Linked DNA regions of Callithrix jacchus: region 1 is linked to region 2. A link is a contact called in public Hi-C data. All regions are on one chromosome and are shown on one strand. Each heading gives the region's core, a stretch centred on a gene start, on an enhancer-like site or on the middle of the called end of the contact. The rest is flanking DNA. Distances are from core to core; before and after follow the strand shown. Region 1 holds the start of FBXO28 (F-box protein 28). Region 2 holds the start of CNIH4 (cornichon family member 4).

Region 1 (3,044 bases), core at 207-2,706, 200 kb after region 2:
TTGAATTAATATTTATAAGCTCTCTTTTAAAAATAAGTTATTATTTCCTTTAAAAATGCACTAATAATCCACTTTAAACTGGAGGTGTAAGCCTACAATATGGCATATAGAGTATTAAGAAAATGTCATACACAGCACATTCAGAAATATGTCTTTGTCCTCTTAAAAACAATCCCGAGCAGATTTAGCTTCTCCACAGTATCGGTTTGCAATCACTTCAAAATGTCCACCTCCTTCAATTTCTTTACCACTTAAAGATAATTTCATTGAAAGGCAGCAAAATATCTGACTGACTGACATTCACCACACCTTCAGTCAAACCTCTGGAGTGAAGTAAAAGCCCAATGGCAAATTCACTCTTTATAAACATCATGGACTGAACTATTGTGATTTTAAGGTATAAAGAAACCTCTCCCACAGCAGGTGGGTGGGCGTAAGTCATTAGTTAGAAAATAAACTGCGAAAGAGAAAGAACTCTTGTCAAGGGGTAAGTTGTTTCATTACGGGTGGGAAGCATTGGGATGAGGCAAAGCGGGGACGGTCATTTGCCAAGGCTCTACTTTAGCGGTCAAATAGGGCGCTGGGGCCAAGACTAAACAACACGTTGGAATTCTTCGGAACCTCGACCTGCTTTGGGGTAACTGAGCCACCCTACTCAATCTTCTCGACAAGGAAACTTGGGTGGTTGGGGTGGGGAACAATACGTTCTCCTTGCAAGACAAACCAAGCCTGGCTGGGATCATCTGCCTCCTTCGGAGTTTTCTACCCTAACCCAGGCCGGGGGCTGGGAGCGGTACACAAAAGGCAGGCGACAGGACCCCTCGGTCCACTCCCAGGCAGGGCGGAAGGGGAAGGACCACCTCCGCTACCCCTCCGCAGAGGCCCGGCTTCCTGGCGGGGGGCAAGGAGCCCCCAAGACGAAGTTCCCCCAGGAAGTCACCCCAGCTCCGCAGCTAAGACGCAATCGGGAACCAGCCCACTCCTGCTGACGGACGCCCAGGGAGAGTTCGGGACGGGAGCGGCGTCCTCCTGGATCTGTAGCCGGCAGGGGCTCGCGGGGGGGGCTCCCTCCCTGGGGACCGTGCTCCCCTCTCCTCCCTCCTCAAGACCTCGGCCCGGGGGAGAGGGAGGCTGGGTTCCGCAGGGGCCTCACCAGACGGAGCTGGCTGATTTCGTCGTAGGACATAAAGCTGAGGATGTTCTCGATGGCTACGATGGGCAGCGCCACAAGCGTGTTGTTTTGAGGCAGCTGGTCTGGAGCCAGCGCCGGCGCTGGGAGCGCCTGGGACCCCGGCTGCGGGTGCTGGGGCGGAGGCGGTGGGGGCTGCCGCTGGGTAGAGCCGGCGGCCAAAGAGGAGCTGCCGTCGCCGTGGCCACCGCCTCCTTCCTCTGCCATCCGCTCCTCCGCCGCCGCCGCCGCCGCCATCTTGGGGGTTTGATTCCTTCCCCCCCACGGCAAGGGGAACAGGGACACTTCCTGTGCGTCACTTCCGCCTCCTGCAGCCGCCGGGAAAGGGGTACCTGGAAGAAAGGGGAGGAGCCTGTGGGATAACAGGCTGGGAGAGACTCACACGGTGCCTTTCAAGTGGAAGTGAGGGAAGGTCATGTAAACCCCGAGAAAGGTGGTCATCCTAGACCCTTTTGTCTAAGATTAGTAACTGCTTGAGAGCAAGGGAACCCTACTTGTTAAAATGAACTTCACTGGGGCAGTCTTCTTAAAGAGCTTCCTGACAGGATGATAAAGATGTTGCCTAATAAATGTAGTGGAAATAATGTAGAGTAGCACCATTTTTTTCAGGAATCATAGAAATGATTGATTTAGGCAAATAAAAAGGGGTGAAATCTCGATAAGAACTACAACATGGATGAACCGTGAGAACATATTAAGTGAAAGAAGTTAGACACAAAGGACCACATAGTGTATGATTCCATTTATATGGGATGTCTCAAATAGGCAAATCCATAGAGACAAAAGTAGATTAGTGGTTGCCAGAGGCTGGGGGGACTGGGGAAAAGGGGGGTGACTGCTGAAGGATGAAGGGTTTCATTTTTGGGTTGACAAAAATGCTCTGTGTTATATGTAAATTTTCAGTGCCACAAAATAAGTAGCACTTGAATATAAATTTCCTCAGCAAGGCATTTTACTTCTATAGAAGGGTGCATCTTACAGATGGAGCAATGGTGAGCACACATCTGGACAAGGGAAGGGAGGGGGTCCTTATTACTGCCTCAGGTAGCCCCTACTGCTGCATCATTCCCCTATTGGCTAGGGTTACACTGCACAGTCTAGCCTAATTCCAACTGGCTATTTTAAAGACAGCAGGGGTATGAGCCAGAGTGGCAGAGTGGGTAGTTTGGTGGGAAGGATGTTTACAGGACAGGGCAGAGCAGGTGACCAGAGGTGACTCAGGTCAAAGCAGGTGACCAGGGCAGGTGACCAGAGCAGGTGATCTGGATGAGTCAGAAGGGAGCAGGGAACTGGGGGAAACAGATATGAACTACTTATTAGAACTGGTGGAAAAGGTTGTTTACTGAAATTACAAGGAAGTTAAACTTTAAAATGGAAAAATTAAAGAATAAGAGAGCTGATCATACTGACATACTGATTCTTTGAAGAGAAACTGGAGTTCACTATATCTAACATCTGGAATTAGTGGTGATGGTTACACAACGGTATGAATATACAAAAACCACTGAATTACTATATACTTTAATGAATTTTATTATGTATGAATTATATTCTAATAACAACTGATTTAGGCAAGAATCATCAAAAGGTACTAAAACTAGGAGGTAAACATGTGATGAGGAACATGATATTTACATAGTCTCAAAATAACTTCCCATAAATTATATGTTATTTACAAAAATGAAAAGAAATAATTTACAAGGCTGAGCATGGTGACTCACGCCTGTATTCCAGCACTTTGGAAGGCTGAAGAGGGAGAATCACTCGAGCCCAGGAGTTGGAGACCAGCCTGGGCAACATGGAGAAACCCATCTCCACAAAAAATTAGGCAAGTGTGGTGGTGGCACCTGGGGTC
Region 2 (2,922 bases), core at 13-2,512:
TGGTAAAATTTTCTTATATTTTACCACAACTAAAAAAAATTAAAATGGCCCAGGGAGGTGGCTCACACCTGTAATTCCAGTACTTTGGGAGGCTGAGGCAGGCAGATCACGACGTCATGAGTTCGAGACTAGCCTGGCCAATATGATGAAACCTGTTTCTACTAAAATTATAAAAAATTATCGGAGTGTGGTGGTGGACACCTGTAGTCCCGTTTACTCGGGAGTGTGAGGCAGAACAGCTCGAACCCAGTAGGCAGAGGTTGCAATGAGCCAAGATCGCACCACTGCACTCCAGCCTGGGTGATGGTGTTAGACTCTGTCTCAAAAAAAATAAATAAAATAAAAATTAAAGAGTATAGCGAAGAAGTAGGAAATGAAGTTGCAGCCAAAGGGACCAATAGTTTGAGTGGGAAATCTAATACTTAATTCAGTGCTTATTTTTGTATTTTTAGTAGAGACGACGTTTCACCATGTTTGCCAGGATGGTCACGAACTCCTGACCTCAAGAGATCCGCCCACCTCGGCCTCCCAAAGTGCTGGGATTACAAGTATGAGCCACCTTACCCAGCTTCACACCCTTAATTCCATTTTCTCTCCTCCGTCTGCCCCTGAATACACTGCGCTTAACCTTGTCATAAGCAAAATAGGACCTGAAATAAGAATACTCAAAACACGATGGAAATGAAGAAAACAGAAACTAGAGCTTGCAACTTAAAAAAAAAAATGCTTGGTAACTATCCCTTTGTGTCTCCCTAACTGCAGGATAAACTCACCTGGAACAAACAGAAACGTTTAATAAAATTCTGGGCCAAGGAGTCTTGCACTGGATATATTCAACAAATTAGCTGCTCGTAACAGCGTAGGTCAAACGAATTCTAAAAGTAACAGATGACTTAGTTATCTGGATAAATCCGTCCTTCCTTTCCTTACTCACCTAGCTCTTTCGTGGGGCCCCAAAAATGTAACTATGTGGGAAAGCAAGCAGAGGCTGGTGGTGTGTTTGTATCCTAATTGTATTACTCCAACTATCTACTGTCGCGGGTTTTGCCAAGACTAGCTTTGTATTGGAATGAAGTGTGGCTGGAAAGCCTGAGGAAAGCAAACCAAGTTTACCAGCGGACGTAGCTGACAGCTTCCCCGCCCGCCGCGCCGGGGTAGGAACCTTCTCCAGCCTGGTTCGCCCGGCGGGGAACCAATAAGGTTGAGCGCGTTCAAAGGGGGCCTAAACGTCCAAGGCCCACTGGGCATGCCTGAAAAATAAGGCCCCTAGAAACTCCCTGATGTGTTCAAGTCTTTTCCCGCTCCTCGGAATTTTTCCCTCTCATTCGCATTACTTTTTTTTCTGATGGAAACGGCGCGGGCTAGGACCCAGGAGGGGCGCATTTCAGGTCCTACTGACCCGGCATTCGCGCCGGGCAACCCCTACGAGGCCCCCGGTTCACTGGGAGCAGGCGATCGGAGCAGTGGCTCGGGAGAGCGACGCGATGAAGCCCAGACGTGCAGGGTTCGTGGATAATAAACTCAAGCAGCGAGTCATCCAGGTGTGTATTCTGCACCGCTCGGCCTCGCCATGGGCCCCGATTGCTGCCCCAGGGTACCACTGCCCTTTTATCTGGCGGCGTCCGCGTGGAACTCAACTAGTTTCCTTGCCCCAGTCTGGGTCTGGGCGTGCGTCTGTTCTTGAGTTGGTGGTGCCGGGGCCTTCCTTACCCACGTGGGTGCGGAGTCACAAGGAGCAGCCAGGGACGGTGGGAGGGTGCAGCTTGGTGGGGCTGCCCAGGTTGTCTCGTCGTCTTCAGCGCTGATCATTCAGGAGAGTGGAGTTAGCCTTTGAATTTTAACCTCTTTGGCTTGTGAAGTTAGTACAGGAATGGTCTTCCAACGCTCTCATTGTAAGAGGTCCTTGAGAAGGGGTGGCATAAGTAATACGAAAAATTTCCGTTCTCAAGGAACTTAAACACTAAAACGTGGTAACATGGGTCTGGCAACTGTAACAGGCACCTTGCCTATGGTTTTCTCATTTTAATGACATCAGTAAAAAGCAGTGTGTGGCAAATACCTTAGAATGTAACCAAGAAGTCTAAGTTAAAAGATAGGAGAGATTTTTGTTCACTTTGTAATTTGTGAGCTACACATTCTACTTTTTTTTTTTTTATTCACCTGCCCCCAAACAATCTTCTTTTCGGACCCATCTTTTTCTACCAACTTGTAAATGTTGGAAGTGCTCTGAGCTACTGTTCTTTTATCTCCTCTTCCTCCTCTTTCCTCATACACCGCCCTTGTCTATCCATACTTCCTATGTGATCTCATTCAGTCTAATAACCTTTGAATAGTATCTACATATTATTGATATATTTATTTCATTTTATTTTTATTTTTCCGAGACACAATCTCGTTCTGTTGCCTAGGCTAGAGTGCAGTGGTTGTTTATGGGCACAATCATAGCTCACTGCACCCTCGATTTCCCAGACTGAAGTGATCCTCCCTCCTCAGCCTCCACAGCAGCTGGGACTACAGGTGTGCACCACCATACCTGGCTAATATATTATTATTATTTGTAGAGATGGGTTTCCAGTACATTACTCGGGCTGATCTTGAACTCCTGGGTTCAAGTAATCAGGCCTGAGCCTTCCAAAGTGCTGGGATTACAGGTGCAAGCCACTGCACTGGCCTCCATATATTTATGACCCCTAAATTTATATCTCCAATCCAGATTTTATCTTGAATTACAGATTAACATATCCAGCTGCCTAGGCAGCGTGCGTATCTCCAAATTAAAATGGCCAAGTGGAACTTGTGATTTTCTTAGTGTTCTGTATCTTGTTAAATGATACTACCATTCATCCAGTTGGTAAGGCCAAAAACCTTAAGGATCATTCTGAGTCTTTCTTTCATTTCCTGTATACCATCCATCAACAGCCT

What was found. Hi-C and Micro-C count contacts between places; a contact is called where the count stands out from the background.
Region 1: a Hi-C map of skeletal muscle shows a contact between it and region 2, with 8 times the contacts expected there. The contact joins the promoter of FBXO28 here to the promoter of CNIH4 in region 2. A contact is called at or near these places in 2 of 3 Hi-C or Micro-C datasets (both in skeletal muscle).

The regions. Positions count from the first base shown.
Region 1 is chr19:4,847,348-4,850,391 of calJac240_pri, forward strand. It overlaps FBXO28 (F-box protein 28), which reads right to left and starts at 1,457. Exons shown (of 5, transcript XM_002760475.7): 1 at 1,154-1,457. The coding sequence starts at 1,426.
Region 2 is chr19:4,649,603-4,652,524 of calJac240_pri, forward strand. It overlaps CNIH4 (cornichon family member 4), which reads right to left and starts at 1,263. Exons shown (of 4, transcript XM_035281445.3): 1 at 1,114-1,263. The coding sequence starts at 1,248. It overlaps NVL (nuclear VCP like), which reads left to right and starts at 1,463. Exons shown (of 24, transcript XR_013529660.1): 1 at 1,463-1,541.